Linked DNA regions of Mus musculus: regions 2, 3, 4 and 5 are each linked to region 1. A link is a contact called in public Hi-C and targeted proximity ligation data. All regions are on one chromosome and are shown on one strand. The core of a region is the stretch at or near the end of the contact, and the rest is flanking DNA. Distances in the headings are between cores, read along the strand shown. Region 1 has its middle 28 kb from the start of Gna14. Region 2 overlaps Gm32026 (a long non-coding RNA gene). Region 3 overlaps C130060C02Rik (RIKEN cDNA C130060C02 gene). Region 4 holds the start of Gnaq (guanine nucleotide binding protein, alpha q polypeptide). Region 5 overlaps Gnaq (guanine nucleotide binding protein, alpha q polypeptide).

Evidence for each region. A called contact is a pair of places that touch in the nucleus more often than the background predicts.
Region 2: a contact with region 1 is called in a Hi-C map of bone marrow-derived macrophages, with 24 read pairs. A contact is called at or near these places in 1 of 484 Hi-C or Micro-C datasets (bone marrow-derived macrophages), 3 of 130 datasets of targeted methods (astrocytes, embryonic basal ganglia and pancreatic cancer cells) and 1 of 9 other capture datasets (embryonic stem cells).
Region 3: a contact with region 1 is called in a Hi-C map of bone marrow-derived macrophages, with 16 read pairs. A contact is called at or near these places in 1 of 39 promoter capture datasets (hippocampal neurons), 1 of 484 Hi-C or Micro-C datasets (bone marrow-derived macrophages), 1 of 130 datasets of targeted methods (pancreatic cancer cells) and 1 of 9 other capture datasets (adipose tissue).
Region 4: a contact with region 1 is called in a targeted proximity ligation map of bone marrow-derived macrophages, with 4 times the contacts expected there. A contact is called at or near these places in 7 of 130 datasets of targeted methods (SST interneurons, bone marrow-derived macrophages, embryonic forebrain and 3 more).
Region 5: a contact with region 1 is called in a targeted proximity ligation map of microglia, with 4 times the contacts expected there.

The regions. Positions count from the first base shown.
Region 1 is chr19:16,405,701-16,409,250 of GRCm38.p6, forward strand. No RefSeq gene overlaps it. Among named protein-coding and RNA genes, the nearest start is that of Gna14, 28 kb to the right of the region's middle.
Region 2 is chr19:16,066,132-16,069,546 of GRCm38.p6, forward strand. The region is part of intron 1 of Gm32026 (a long non-coding RNA gene); the gene reads left to right. Among named protein-coding and RNA genes, the nearest start is that of Gm32026, 3.7 kb to the left of the region's middle.
Region 3 is chr19:15,996,844-15,999,877 of GRCm38.p6, forward strand. The region is part of intron 2 of C130060C02Rik (RIKEN cDNA C130060C02 gene); the gene reads left to right. Among named protein-coding and RNA genes, the nearest start is that of C130060C02Rik, 13 kb to the left of the region's middle.
Region 4 is chr19:16,131,003-16,134,174 of GRCm38.p6, forward strand. It overlaps Gnaq (guanine nucleotide binding protein, alpha q polypeptide), which reads left to right and starts at 1,682. Exons shown (of 7, transcript NM_008139.6): 1 at 1,682-2,459. The coding sequence starts at 2,324.
Region 5 is chr19:16,147,536-16,150,634 of GRCm38.p6, forward strand. All of the region lies in intron 1 of Gnaq (guanine nucleotide binding protein, alpha q polypeptide), which reads left to right. Among named protein-coding and RNA genes, the nearest start is that of Gnaq, 16 kb to the left of the region's middle.

The DNA.
Region 1 (3,550 bases), core at 976-3,475:
ACAGGAGATTCCCTGGAAAGTGGTGAGCCAGCCAACCTGGTCCACAAATAGCTAGATAGCCTGTCTCAAAAATCATGAAGGGCAAAGAGCAACATCAGAGCTTGTCCTCTGACCTCAGTATACACACCATGATATGCACTTGCATATGCACAGGCACGCATGCATGCACATGCGTGTGTGCGTGCGTGCGTGCGTGCGTGCGTGCGTGCGTGTGTGTGTGTGTGTGTGTGTGTGTGTGTGTGTGCTACAAGAAGGAAGTGGTGATATGATCTTTCTCTAGCCATTAATCAAATAAAGTCAAACCGCCTTTCTTTGTTCATTCATTTTCTCTGAATTGTGTCCTCAGCATTTTGCTACATCATGAAGAAGCTACATCCAGCCCTGAGGATGTCTTTGACTCTGGCCAGGGCTTGGCAGTGTTAGCTGCAATAGCAAAGCCTGAAATTATTCTGAGTGTAGCCCCTTCTGAGCTTGCAACAGGATAAAAGGGCACTGGAAGGGAGGCTGGGGATCTGGCTCCAATTCCCGTTCTTCCCTCAGCCTTGGATGTGGTGAGAATAAGAGGAAAGCTGGGACCTGAAAGTGCTTTAGAAAGTGACTGCTTGCTGGCTGGGGCCTTTGGGTCAAATGTGCTAAAACACACTTGTCTCACCCAGGGTTCCAGTGTGCAACATAGGATGCTTGGATGGCTCAACCAAGGCCAGGCAATCAAAGTTAGAGGAAATCAGAACTACCTAAACTACATGGAAAAGTAGCCATAGAGTAGTGTGGAGAGAGGCTGTGCTTTAAACACCCACACTTCTCGATTTATTCCTCAAATGCAGGGGACAAAGGATGCTGGTTGTGGAGACTGTGCTATGTTGTTGTTGAAAATTTAATAACTCTATTGCTTCTTATTATGACCCGGCCAGCCCCCCAATAATTGAGACAGAGTTCTATTGATTTATTTAATCAGATTTAGCACAATTACTGGGCAATTACCCCTAAATGATTTTTCTATTCTAAACTTGGTTACTTTCCAGCTGTGCTCCCCATGTTACATGCTGTCTGAGTCGTGCCTGGGCTGTTTCTGTCCTCAGGGTGCACCTCTCTCAGCCAAGTGTTCCTGGTCCATCCCATCTAATGACAACTTCCTGTTCTCTCTGTCCCCCCAGTCTCTCTCTCTCTCTCTCTCTCTCTCTCTCTCTCTCTCTCTCTCTGTGTGTGTGTGTGTGTGTGTGTGTGTGTGTGTGTGTGTGTTTCTTTCACACCCTTGTGGTCCCTACCTGCACCCCCAACCCCCACCCTGGTACTGAAGCCCTTCCTCCCTCTATTCTCCCCAGTAATTGGCTGTCAGCCACTTTCATTTAACCAGTCAGAGAAGATTGGTAAGCAAAAATTATACAACATCATTTGATGTACACGAGAATGCCCTTGTCTGGACTGCAACCAGAGCTTGGGGGCAATGTTTAGCATTTGAATACATAGCAGCAGCAGACCAACCCCCATCAGTGCTGACTGTGGACCCTCCTTGGAACATGAAGATTTACAGTGGGCCTATGGTTCTCCATTTGAACTCCCGTCATAAGCCTCCTGATGTTAGGGCAGAGCCTCCGTAAAGTAAAGAGAAACTTTTAAAAAGTGGTGCAGTACACCAAGCTAGCAGTATAAAGAACCATCATGCTGGTGCTTCGACACTGAAGAGGGATGCTGCTACAACTTAGTTATAGGAGACCACCAACGGATACTCTGGTCTGTGATTTAAGAACAAGAACAAGTTCAGGGCAGTGTTTCCCAGTGGCTAATCTCTATGAGAACCACGAGGGTGAGGGACACTGTATAGCAGTCCAGAGGCCAACAGCATGGCACAGAGTCGAGGGGAGTGCACCTTGACCTGGGCACGTGAATGGCAAACACCAGTACTGCACTCACAGAGAAGGTTGTTATTACACTCAGATGCCTCATTGGAGACAGAGCAAAACTGTGACTTCATTTGTTCTGCTCTCTGGGTGTCCAATTTCTCTCTGTCTTGGTCTGTTTCCTACTTCTCCTACAGCCTAATTTTCTCTCTTTGACCAAAAAAAAAGGGGGGGCTCCTCTCATCTCTTCTTAACCAGGCTCTTGTTTTTTGGCTTCAGAATTTATCTCCAAGTTTAGCAAGAATCTTGCTAAGTCCAGTAAACCTATCAGTATGCCCAGTTCCTCTGACAGCACTATCACATGACCCAAGATGACTTCATCTCTTGATGGTTTTGTTTTCAGTTCTGCTTGCTTTAATCGTTTTGTTCCTCATGGACCTCAGTGCAAAAGGCCTAGGTGTGCAATAGACTCCAGCATCTAGATGTGTGTAAGCACATTCTATGATGCTGTACATTAGCCAAGTTGCCTAATGACATTTCTTAGAATGTACCCCACTGTTGAGTCATATATATCTGTGTAAATGAATGTATGAAAAGTGATTTAGAAGATTTAATTGGCTCCTGTGATTATGGAAGTTGAGAAGTCTCACAACTTGTCACTCACAATCTGGGGGACCTAGGAAGCAGCAATATGGCTTAGCTACCCATTACTCCACAGAATCAGGAAGGCCTCTGGTCCAAGTTCTAGAGGACAAGACTAGAGAGCTAGAGTTCCAATACGTAAGGGCAGGTGATGAGGAATACTCAAGCCCCAGAATACCTAGATCTGTATCTCTATCTATCTATCCAACTATCTCTCTCTCTCTCTCTATCTCTTCATCTATTTATCCATCCATCCATCTATTCATCTATCATCTATTCACCTATGTGTCTATGGAGAGAGGAGGGGGTGGACAGGACAGCACTTTCTTTGCTCTTTTGCTCTATTTGGGCCCTCAGCTGACTTGGAACCCACTCATATTGAAAGTTACCGAGTACAATGGATTGAATATGAAACATTCACCACAGGTTTGTGGGTTTAAATATTGCATCTTTAACTTATAATACTGTTTTGGAAGAGTATGAAATTATAGGGACATAGAACCAAGATGGCAGCTATAGACAAGCAGCAGTGGGTCCTTAGGGTGATAGCTTGGCCCAGCTTCTGATCTGATGTGTTTCCTGATCTATTGAGTTATGAACAAGCCATGCTATGGGCTCCCGTCATCATGGGCCAAGACCATGCAGCAACCATGCCTTTCTTGTCACAGTGGACTGACTATACCCTCTGTAACTATGAGACAATATAATCCTCTCAGCCCTCAAGTTGCCTGTGGCATGTATCTTTGTCACCCTGATTCCAATGTTAATCTCACTTTGAGAGGCTCTCTTAGACATGCACCTGGACATGCAGACATACTATTTTACCCTCTGTCTGAGCATCATTTAATCCAGTCAAATGGGCATCTAAAATTAACCACCACGTAGCACATGTTAAGACTTCTTTCTCTTCTGTAGCTGACTGAGAGTCACTTGGTTTGTTTGTGTGGTGGCTATTGTGACTAATGCCACAGTGAACACTGGTGCGCAAAGATCTCTCTGAGTGCTCACTTGCAATTCTTGTGGGCTCTTGTTGACAAGTACAACTGATCAGCCAGTTCTATACTTAGCTT
Region 2 (3,415 bases), core at 135-2,634, 340 kb before region 1:
AGAGTCAGTCTAACTCCTAGACTCTCAACCAGCATAGATTCTGACTACATAAATCATAGGGGAACTGGGGGGTGGGGCTTGGGGTTTTTTCCCACCTGGAGGAATTCTAATGCATATGCTGCCGAATTATGCTAGTATGAGAGAGAGAAAAAATTAGAAGGACAACTAGCCTATAACAAATACTCTATTCCTATTATCTTCTTGGGACTTCAGAATAATTTGTACTTTTCTTTCCCACAAGGGAGGTAAGTCAGTCCTTGAGCTTACTAGGAACTGGGAGGTCTCACTAGGACACACAGGTGAAACAGGTAGCTTGAGCTATTTTTCATCTGTCTACATCAGAGAACAGAGTGGTGGCTGCCAGTCCCCATCGGGCCTCCAAACCTGTTGTATTTAGCTTGAACAGAGTTGGCCTGCCCAGTGTCTTAGCAATATTTGAGTTTTGTTCAACATTTAAAACTCAGATTTCACACTCAGAACTTGGTTTCCTTTGGTTTGTGGAATGATAAGGGATGAAACATATGACCCCCTCATCCTATATCACAAAACAACTTCTTTAGATGGCCTTGACTGTAATTTGTCAAGGCTCCCGTCTGTCTTTATTGTTATCAAATCAAAACCAAGTTTTACTTGCCCTTTTATCATAATCTTATATTTGTGGTTTCCTTAAAGGCAAAGAAAGTGAAATATTTATTTGGAAAGTAAGGTCATAATAAGAGGGTCTAATGTTTCAGTGTTTTTGTTTTTCTTTTCCCATAGCAGAGCTCTTCTGTCCTTGGCATTACCTGTCAGGGCTTCTCCAGTTGACTGTTTCTGATCTATTTCTTAATCCAGAGTGAGGGAAGGTTGTTTCCCAGAGCCAAAATAACATGCGGTAGAAGATGCAGATCCAATAAGACAAGTGTGTTGGTAGAGGATTTTTTTTTTTCTGGAAGGGTCTTCTGAGTGGGGTTAACCTGCTTGAAGAGCTGCCCTGTGGAGAGCGTAGTCCACCCCCCTTAGTGCAGCCCTCAGAAGCCTGATGAATCACGGGCATGTAGATGGGGCTTAGCTTTCTGCCTTCTTTCTTATTTTCTTCCCCTTCCCTTCTTCTTCCTCCTGTTTCCATAGGCTCACACAGGAACCTCAATAAGCAATAACATTTGCATTCCTAGTAGACGCCATTCCTAGAACAGGTCATGGATCCAAGGCGCTGTAGATACTTGGTTGTATCTGACATCAGTACCCAGATATCTCCAACTCCCTATTTCTTAGTCAACATTAAGGAAGGAAAAGCAGGTTGAAAATGCAAAACAATGACATTTGCTGTTGGACTGAGCGGCCAGCATAATGTTTAGTGAATTCAAAACCAAAATAGTTACACAGGAAGAGGAACAGGTCGGGTGCCCTAGCCCCCACCAGTTCCCCGTTGGCTGCCTGGACTCGCTTGAAGATCAACATTCTCTGCTGAAGGTTTGTCTAAAGCTGCTGTGCCCTTGTGAATCTTGTCTGGCAGCATCTGAGAGCTCTTGTGGCTCCTCATCTTCCACAGCCTTGAGTGCCATCGAGTTCTTTGTTACTTTTAAGCTACTCTGACAGATACAGTGTGCTCTCTTTACATTCTAATGCGTTCCTGGTAATTAAGGACCTTGAACATCTTTCATTTGTTTATTGGCTATCTGTGTATCTCTTTGCTCAGTTTAAAAGATTAGGTTGTTCAGAACAGAGAAAAATAAATAAATTAGGGTGTAATTTTCTGACTCACTGGTGATAGTTGTTCATACATCTGGTTGCAAATTCATTGTAGAATTAATAATTTACCAATGCATTATCCCAGTTCATAGCTTGGCTCTTCTTGCTTGTAATAGTGTGTTCACAGGGAGAATGTTGATGCTGTCCAACATATCAATTTTTGATCTTTAAGTGACTTCTTTTGTTTTGTATGTAAATTTGCCTAGTTTGTGACCACAAGCTAGAATCAACATTTAAATGTTTATTTATGATTCATTTGGGTTATCTTTGCATATGGGATGATAACTGACTCAAGATTGACTTATTTATAATAGGGTGTTTCTTCTGGTGACTCCTAGCAGGTTTGGTTGGTTTGGGGTAAAGGTTTCTAATGTAGCCCAGTCTGGCCTGATATTTGTTGTTTGGAGACTGGTCTTGAACTTGTGATAATGAGTCACTGCCTCTGCTTCCTGATAGCAGGAACTCACCACTATCCCTGGCCTCTGTTTAGGTTTTGCTACATTATCAGTTTCAGTACCAAGACTGGAACTATTCACATTCTCACAATCTAGTTTCCATGCATTTGAAAATAACTGTGTTCACACACACACACACACACACACACACACACAGAGTGTTGATTTTCACATGTACTGAATATGATAGCTAACCAACCATCTTGGTATATTGTAGATCTAGTTTTCATCTTTTAAAACCCATATTCTCTTTGTATTATATGAATTCACCATCTTTATTCATTTATTGTTTATTGGTGGACATTATGATAGAACCCATTTCATGAATACAAGAATTATTACAATAACTGCCATTGTACATAGTCCCTGTGTCTTGTAAGATAAGTCTAGGATAAAAACAGAAGTTCAATTCCTAGGTACTAGGATGGGCCACCTTACTAAAAGGACTGAATCAACTGAGAATCTAATAATACAGAGTGTTTTACACGCTACTTCTTCACCAGAACACAAAACTCTGAAATTACTATCAATGTAATAGGAATGAAGTAATCATATCTCTTCAAAACCTTGGACTACTTGATTGCTCATGGGGTCAGACATTGGTTATTTCTAAATTGACCCTTCCTATATGTCTCCTCTCCACTAAGTTGTTTATTTTGATGAAGTAATCTGTCATATTTTATGTATAGAACTTTGTCTATACTTCTGTCTTAGGCTTTTATTGCTATGCAGAGATATCATGACCAAAGCAACTCTTATAAAAAAAAATGTAATTGGGGCTGGCTTACAGTTTCAGAGATTCAGTCCATTGTCATCATGGCAGAGAGCATGGCAGCCTGCAGGCAGACATGGTGCTGGAGGAGCCAAGAGTTCTACATCTTGATCTGAAGGCAGCCAGGAGACAGGATTCCACACACTGGACAGAGAATAAGCATAGGGGTCTTCAAAGCCCACCTACAAGGTGAAAAACTTCCTCTAACACAGCCACACCTGCTCCAATAAGGCCACACCTCCTAATAGTGCCATTCCCTATGGTCAAGCATTGAAACACATGAATCTATGAGGGCTGAAACCTATTTAAACCATCACATTCTGCCCCTGCCCCCCCCCATATGCTTGTAGCCATAACATAATGCAAAATGCATTTAGTCCAACTTCAAAAGTCCCCATTATTTATCACAGTCTTAACAATGATTAAAAGTTCAAAGTCTCTTCTGAGATTCATGCAA
Region 3 (3,034 bases), core at 23-2,522, 410 kb before region 1:
CCCTCTTTCTAACGTTGCCCAAAGCATGTAATTCATAAGAGGGTTAAAGGCTCAGCAGACAGGATTGTAGTAGATTTATGAGACATGCTCTTTGGGTTTAAAGGAGAGGAGACTGCCAGAGACCAGGCTGTGTTCACTCTACGTTGTTTAAAGCAGTGATTTTTCAGACCGTTCCTCACCCCGAGAGACTCCATTTTACAAGCAGCCTTGACTCCATTTTGAGGACAGCGGATGGCTGTGTGCCAGGGTAGAAACGCAAACAATGCCATCTGTCAGGCAGCACCCAGGCAGCGCAGGCTGATAAACAGCTTATTTCTGGCTGTAGACACAGTGCCACCCAGAAGCTTAGCTGGGTAAACCAAGACTATAGGGATACATGGATGCCATTTAAGCCACGTCAGTGACACTAGACTGTTTATGTGTGTGAAGCTAAGTGTCTGGCCATTGTTAGAGCTCAGAAAGCACTAGGTGACTCCTCGTTAGACAAAAGGGTTAAGACTTCCCCCCTAAAGAAAAGAATCTCACTGGCGGAAGTGGAATTTGCAAAGCGTATCCCTGCTTAGTAACCAGCTGTACAACCACGCGGCTCTGGAGTCTCCATTCCTTTGCATCTAGTAGGAGACAGCAAATATTTATAAAGGTAACAGAATCCTGGTTGCCACAGCTCACAAAAACATATGTGTTAAAACAGATGGCATGTAGCCAGGAGTAACTCTGAAACTGACAAGTTGAAATGATTATTTTTTTTAGCAAGCCTCAGACCCCCCCCCACCCCTTAGAAAACAAATCAAAACAAAAGGAAAAAAATCAGCACCAAATGTTTAAATCTGTAACAAAATAATATATTTTTCTGATACAAAAATATATCGCCACAAGTGCTCATTCGGTCACGAAGCTGAGATCTTTGGTGGGTCTGTTTGGGGTCTACAGGATTTTCTGGATTAAGGAATACTTAGTTGCCCCGCAGGAGCCAAGCTTCCGAGTCTTGATATTTTTATAGCTGAGATTCTGAGTTCTCTTTACCAGTAGCTTTTACTGAGCCTTGTACATGCATCAGAAATTCAGACAACTTATGAATTGAAATAAACGTGAATTTTGTCTACATAGGTTTTCAAGTTAAAAGAATTTCTCTCTCTCTCTCTCTCTCTCTCTCTCTCTCTCTCTCTCTCTCTCCCTCTCTCTCTCTCTCTCTGTGTGTGTGTGTGTGTGTGTGTGTAGGCGTCTGTGGCAAGTGACTTTACCTGTGGAGCCTGTCTCTCATCTCTCTGCTGCTGCCAGCCCCTGCCCCTCCCCTACGCCTATTGCAGTTTATTTTTAAGGAATGTTACTGCTCTACTGGTAAATAACTGTTCCTCCCTTCATCTTGCTAAAGTTAACCGACTGAATGCTAAATGGAAGCAACCAAAACCCATGCTTGCAGATTTTCACACTTGATTCATCTGGATTTCCTCCTTTGCCTTTGGTGTAGTGGTGAATACTTGATTCTGCCGCTAGGTGGCAGTGTTTATAGTCCCAAACCAGGCAAACACTGCCCCCAGACTCTTCTCTAGCAACTTTTAAGCCAGACCTCCTGGTTTCAGCTCCCTAGGAGACAACCTGTTATACAGCAAGGATGGAGAGAGTGTTCAGAATAAAAACTTTTTTCCCTTGTCCACTGTACGTTGCAAAACTGGTAGATTTGTAGTGTAAAGCATGGAGTTGCTCAAGGAACTGAAGAAACAAAACAAAAACAAACTATCCCTTGCAAAGACTGACATGTTTGTACAGTGATTGGCGGTGGCATAGCATTAATTTCACTGGCAACAAAGTGTTCCTAGCATTGTCGTTACCAAACATCTATGCATAATGTGCCAAAGACTACAAATTAAAAAATTTCAAAACAGAGTGTCTCCTCAGAACCCCAAGTTCCAAACAGAATGGACTCATGTTGTAAATAAAAATACCGAGCACTCAGTTAGATTTGAATTCCAGATACACAATGAATAAATCATCTTAGTCCAGTTATGACCTAAGCAATACTTAGAACTTACCCAGTAGGTCTACATGTCCATGAGCCTTGTACCTGTAAATTCAAACAACTATAGATGAAAAGCATTCAAGGAAAGAATTATATCTGTACTGAGCCAAGTCTTTCTGGGTATTCTTTCAAAAGTGCCGCACGGGGATTATGTGTGCACCGTCTTCCTAATATTACAAACTGATGATTTAAAGAATGTGCAAGGATATGCCCAGATATGTGCAAATCCTCTTCCATTTGCATGAGCTGCCGTTTTATCAAAGGTAACTTTATATAATTAGCATCCAAGGATTTGGGTTAGGGGTGGGTAGAGTAGGTGAAGGGTGGTCTTGGGATCAAGACCATGGATATAATGGGGACAGCTGTACTGAAAACAGTCTATTCATCCAGTATTTCTATATCATGGCCCTGGTTCCTGAATTTTGTTTTAGTTTTGATACAAGGTCTGACTGTATAGCTCACATAGACAGCAAACTTAGTGATTCTTCTGTGTTAGGTGCCCGAGGCCTACGATTGCCGCCATACTGGGCTGTTTCTAGTGGCATCTTCAGGTGACCTCAGATCACACTTTCAAACAGGAAGTCCAGGATGTGAAACACTTTTAAAATGTTTATCATTTACTGTATTCTTATTTTGAGAACTTCCTCTTTGATTCCGTAGCCCACTTCTTAGTGGGTTCCTTATTGTCTTTATTTTTATTTCTGAATTCTTTGTATATACTAACTACCAATCCATTAAATGCACAGCCAGCAGAGGTTTTCTTCCCCGTTCTGTGGGCCACCTTTTCACTTGAATTTCTTTTGCCTTATAGAACTTATTAATTGTTGTATCTTTACTGTATTTGATGTATTTGACTATGTTGCCTGAATGTGTGTCTGCTTAACTTGCACGCCTGGTGCCCACAGAGGCAAGAAAGGCCATCAGAGTCACAGGAACAAAGTAACAGATATTTTAAGTTGCCTTGTGTGTGCTGGGAACCAAGTGAGTGCCCTTTGGAAGAGCGGCCAGTACTCTGTC
Region 4 (3,172 bases), core at 432-2,931, 280 kb before region 1:
ATATATTACTGACACTTTAAAGGCACAATTTGTCTCAGGGGCTCCTTAGGAAACCAGACATGAAATGTTGATCGTTTTGTTTTCCAGCTTGTTGTGTCTCTCTAGGACACACACACACACACCCCACCCCCACCCCCACGAGGGGGGGCTGGGTATTACTTGCAATTCTTGCCCAATTCTTCTATTTTACATTTCTGCCTTGGACTCTGAATCTTTAGTATCTAAATATTCATTTTCACAGCTAGTCTACACCAGCTCTGATGGTATTCATATAAAAGGGGTGAGAGGTTCACCTTCTTTGCTTCTTTGCTTCTTTGGCAAGGTATCTTTTTTAAAAGCAGAGTATTACATACAGACTTTACGTCCACAACTCCATCTGAGTCCTGGCATAGAGGCTGAATGTATGCATGCAGTGTATCACGGGGGTGGGGGGGTGGGGGTGGGGGTGGGGGTGGGGGTGGGGGATGGGGTGGGGTGGTGGTGGTGGTGGTGGAGAATAAGGCAAACCAGAGGAGAGACCTTGAAGTCCAAGACTTGTTTCATTCTTAAGTTGCAGCAATGGGTATGATCTTACATTGCAGCCCAGATCAACAGGAGCAGTTTATGAAAAGCATGAAATGTGGAGGCGCCCACTTCTATCTATAAAGTCAGGAAAAATAGTACGATTCTCCTCTTGATGTTTGAGACACACTGAATTGAATGAACCTTTTTTTTTCCCCAATACAACCTTGAATGAACAAGATATTTTCTATTTATTAGTAAACCACCTCAAATTAGAAGTATAAAAACCAAATAGAATTTTGCTCCAATGATACTAGTTTCTTCACTTTCTCCTATTTTATTCTCTCTCCCTCCCCCTTTTCTTTGCTACAAGGTCTCATACTGCTCAGGAAGCAATTCTCCTGCCTCAGCCTGTGGAGTGTGGAGTTTATGGGTGTGAGCCACCATATCTGTCTCTTTCATTTCATTCTGTACTACTTGGCGTTCTCCCAGAAGTCATCCTTAACTGTCACGGTGTAGAAGGGTCAATCCTACATTACCAGACTGTTTAACGTAGTGTGCTGGTAGGAAAACAGAAACCACCTCAGTGACCCGAAAAGTTGGAACGGATCAGGAGGCTCTTGGAAACTTGGGCAGCTTCTTTTTTTCTCTTTAGGATTCAGATTCCTATCTGGAGATAAGGAGGACAGTTCCGTCCACAGATCCCTCAGTAACCCCCAGAGAGCCAGTGACAATCCTTTCTCTTCCCTAGTAAAGAGCATCCCATCTTCTAAGATGGATCTTGGGTCAGAGGCCACTCGAGGCAGCTTCTTCCCAATGGCGTTTTAGAAATAGGAAAGGGCAGCCCGGCTGCAGAGAGGCCCGGAGCGCAGCGCGTGGGCTCCCGGCAGGGCTCCCGCAGCGCCAGCGGCCAGAGGGCAGGCCGAGGCCGCCATATTCTCGCCGACCACGCCCCGGCAGCCCAGCGGCAGCCGAAGGTCGGTGTCCGCCTGCCGGACCCGCTCCAACGGCCGTGACCGCCGCGCCGGAGCTCGCACAGAGGGAGGCGGCCGGCGAGCGGGGCGGGCAGTCGGGGGCGGGGCGAGGAGAGCGCGAGCTGTCCAGGAGGGGCCGCGGTCCCGCCCCTTGCGCTGTGCCCGCCCCCTGCGCCCGTCCTCCTCCTCCTCCTCCCGCCGCCGCCGCCCCCTCCCGGATCTGTGCTCCAGTTCAGAGAAAGGAGAAAATGTGTGTGTGTGGCGAGGGGGAGGGCGAGCACTGAGCAGCCGCGGCGCGCCTGGCAATCGGGCCGGGTGGGCGTCCGGCGGAGGCGGGGGCGGAGGCGGGGAGCGCGCGGCGGCCGGCTGCCCGGTTTGCGAGCGAGCCGAGTGGGCGCGGGCAGGCCGAGGGCGCCCGGAGCCGAGTCAGGCGGCGGCGGCGGCGGCGGCGAGGAGCGGGCGCGCCGGGCGCGCTGAGCCGTCGGCGGTCGCTCGCTGCGGGGCCGCCTCGGTGGATGAGCTCGGGCCGCTGGGCGCACAGCCTTGGGCAGCGTCGGCGGCGGCGCCTGGAGGGCCGCGCGCTCTCCGAGAAGGCGGCGTGTGAGCGCGGCGGGGCGCGGCGGCCTTTCCTCGCGCGTCCCAGGCTCCCGGCCCCGCTCGTTCCCGGCCCGCCTGGGCTGCGGGCCCGGCCGCCTCCTTTACCGCGGCTCCCCTGAGCTCGTCCCTGACGCGCGCCCGGGCGGCGGGGCTCCGCGGCCGCCGCTGCCTCGGGGGAGCGAGGGCGGAGGGCGTGTGTGCGCGCGTGTGAGCAGGGCGCCGGCGGGGCTGCAGCGAGGCACTTCGGAAGAATGACTCTGGAGTCCATCATGGCGTGCTGCCTGAGCGAGGAGGCCAAGGAAGCCCGGAGGATCAACGACGAGATCGAGCGGCAGCTGCGCAGGGACAAGCGCGACGCCCGCCGGGAGCTCAAGCTGCTGCTGCTGGGTGAGTGCGGCCCTTGGGCCCCGGTACCCCCCGCCCCGGCTCGCCGCTGCCCTCCCCACGCGCGTCCCCGGCCGGCACCCGCACCCGCACCCGCGCGCGCGCACCCAGGGGCCGAGGGCCGGGGCTCCCGGGCGCGGATCCGCGGCGTGCGCCTTTGGTGTCAGCTAGGGCCGTGCTCGGTGCACAGCGTCTGCGGGACGGCTGAGCGTCCGCGCGAGCGGCGCGGGTGGGCAATGGCGTGCAGTGCGGTGGTCGGCCAGCGTCCATTGTGGCGCGTTGTGGGGTGGAGAGGGAAGGGTGGAAACGGGGAGCAGACCCCGGTCTGGATTCTGCTAGGAAAGGTGCTGAGGAAGCCTTGGCTGGCGCTCCAATAAACCCGGGTTAACGTACTGGGCAGGGGCGGGGCGGGAAGACTAGCCCAAATGTGCTATACTGTAGCCACCAGGCCACTGACAGGAGTGACCCCAGAGAGTTGCATGGCCAGTGGATGGTGACAGGCGTCTCTATGAACCATTCCTTCCGGATAAAGATGAAGGATCCGGGAGTGTTGTACTGTGTGGTTGTTGACAGCAGACGGGTGTCTTTTGTTTAATGAGGCGACCCAGATGTATGCCTGAATTCACAGCAGTTTCTACTGGAAACCAGCGCAGCCTCTCAGTTACTCTCCTGGAAACAAACAGAAACCTTTTGTTTAAAACGGACATTTTAGTATC
Region 5 (3,099 bases), core at 501-3,000, 260 kb before region 1:
ATGTTTGCTAGCACCTCCCAAGCATGGGGCGGGGCCTGGCCTGAGTGCGGCTCTTGCGCCAGCCCGCTGACACTCCAGCATAGAGAACTGGTTGCCCTTTGCCAGCATGTATCAATTACAAACAGCTTCTTGGTTGCGGGTGGGACCTTATGTCTACTTTTTTCACTCAGTGTTGGATCCCATCTGGCTAAAATTATACAAGTTTGGTTCTGCTGCCAGGCTGGGTGAGTTCTTATGTGCATTGTTTCTTTTGTGTCTAGAAGAAACTATTTCCTTGAAGTCATCCATCACTTCGGGTTCTTAGAATCTTTCCACTGCTTCTGCACAGATCTCTGAGTCTCGAGGGGAGCCTCTGATGAAGGCATCCCATTTAGGACTGAGTGTTCCAAAGTCTCTCATTCTCTGTATATTGTTATTAATTTCTATCTAGTGCAAGAAAAAGCTTCTTTGGTGAGAGTTGACTGAAACTTTGATTTGTGGGTATAGTAATAGGTCATTAGGAGTCATTTTATTTTTATGTTCCTTTGGCAAATAACAGTAGTAGGCTAGGCCCATGACCTATTGAGTGTTAGGTTTTTGACGGCGTTAGCAGTTTCAGGTATGGGTTCCATCTCAAGTAAATTCAGATTGTAAGAAGCGCTTAGTTATTCCCATGACATAAGTGCCAATGTTGTACTGGTATGTCTTGCAGCCAGGACACGGTTGTAGGTTCAGGGCGTGTAGCTGGATGAGAGTGATGACTGCTTTTCTTCTGTGGTAGTATGTATCTTTCAGCACTGTGAACACTAGTCAGCAGGGTAAAGCTTCTGTATTTGATGGCACGCGGAAGTGCTGTCTTTAGCGATAGGGCCTTACTGCCAAATTGTGGAGAACAACCAATTACCTTGGTAGTAGCCTGTGATATTTGTGTGGGAGGTGAGGTGGGATTCATGGGACCCCTTTAGTCATGATGTAATCATGGCACTGGAGCCTTTACTTGCTGGCATACAATGTCACGATGTCCATTTGGGGCATTGTCTACCCCACTATATGGTGACTTCATTTAGATTCCTTTCATATATGTATATATTTTAGGCAGCTTTTATAAAGTAGGTTTCCATATGGCCTTTCAAATGGACTTTGTGTTAGTTGCTGCCTATTCAGCATATCTTGCTGGTGTGTGCTACCATAACTGGCTTAAAATCACTTTAAACTTAAACATTATTAATGTATTTATAGAACTTCAAAAGGATGCCCTAGGCCAAAATCTCATGGGGTTGGGTGAGAACAGTCAGGCCATCCAACAGACTTTGCTGTATGTAAAATTGTACTGAGCAGAGAAGTTTCTAATTGTGTGAAGCCTCGTTTGTCAGTTTTCTTAGTTGCTTCTACTTTCATTGTCAGATGTTAAGAAACCATGGTTAAAATCCAGGGTCGGTCGTGAGCGGCCCCCTTTCAGTTGTAGTGGGAGTTTTACAGCTTTACTTGGGTGGTGTATGCCATGTTTTGGTCCAGTTTGGTCCAGTTTGACTTGATCTTTGCATCTGGTATCAGGTAGGGCTCTGGCTTTTTTCTTATTTTGTGTTTGAGACAGAGCCCTTCACTGTGTTACCTAAATTAGGCTCTAACCTGTTGTGTAGCTCAAGCTAGCATCAAAATCCTCTTCCTCTAGCATCTGGTATTTTCTATTTTTATCATGTATACTTGGTTTCTTGGTCACTGCCACATATGTACTTGTCTTCTCTGTTCCTTCCCCTCTCTTCCCTCCTCTCTCTCTGTTCCCCTTAGTCCCTTCCCCTTTTCAGTTTTCTTGAGACTGGGTCTCATGTAGCACAGGATGTTCTTTGTCAGCCTGATCTTCCTGCCTCAGCCTTCCAGGGGCTGGAACTGCAGGTGGAATCTCTACATTCAGCTTGACTTCTAACTTTAGTGCTTTAAATATGGGTGTTATGTCACGCTCTTTATCAGAGGGTTGACTTGTGGCTCTTGGATGCTCTTGGATGCTCTTTCCTTCCCTTTTGTTGTATTTGCTCTAGGTCTTGGCACTTTTTCTATGACTCATTAAAGTCCTTCAGTTCTTTATTGTTTTCTTGACTTAAGTTAGATAAGGCTTTGCATTTCTCTTCTCTTTGTTATCTTTGTTAGAAGTTCTAAACTTACGATATTCATCATTACTCCTTTCTCTTTAATTTTCGGTTTTCTGGGACAGCCTCGTGACACATATGAACTGTCCTTGAACTTGTGTCCCCTGCCTGAGCCTCTCTGCAGTGTAGGCATTGTAGGAGTGAGGTTCTGTTATTTATTCCTCATTTTATGTCTTTTAGACAGAATATGGCCTGTATGGTTTTCATATTTTAGAATTTGTTACCGACTAACATATAGTTGAATTTTGTTCTGTTAACACAAAATACGTACATATAGACACATGATTATTAATGAAGTTAAAGGATTGTGCCGCTACACTGGACATTTTCTATTCTACTTACTAGTGCTACTTTCCAAGTTTTAAAAATAATTAATTAATTTTGTGTGAGTACGTGTGTATGCTTGGGGGAGTGGGGGTCAGAAGACAATCTGCAGAGTCAGTCTTCTCCTTGTACGGCGTATGTTCTGGCTCTGAGCTCGGGTCGTCAGCCGTGGGAGCAAGGCTTAAGTCGCTGAGCCTCGCTGCTGGCCCCGAACTAGGTTTTAGTTGTATTTTCTATGTTGATAATTTCAGAGTGTTGTAATCCTTTGTTTGTTTGTTTGTTTGTTTGTTTGTTTTGTTCTTTTCCTCTTCTTTCTGTTTTGCATTGTAGCCAAGACTGGCCTGGAACTCACAGAAATCTATCAACCTGCTCTGCATCACAGTACTGGGGTTAAAGATGTGGCCTCCAGGCTGTGCAGGCTGGTTTTAACCTTACTATTTTGGTACCTTATATAGCTTCCAGTAGCATCACACGTGTTATTGCTCAGCTTATCAGCTTCCGAGAAGACGAGTGTTTATTATGTTCCCATCCTGTGTAGCAGACAGACTTGCTTGCCTGGACCGGCAGTGGGCATACTGTTCTCCAGTCCAGGGTACCATTGGGGGCAGAGCTGACCAGCTCAGTTTACACAGAAATACTTTATTGACGGCTT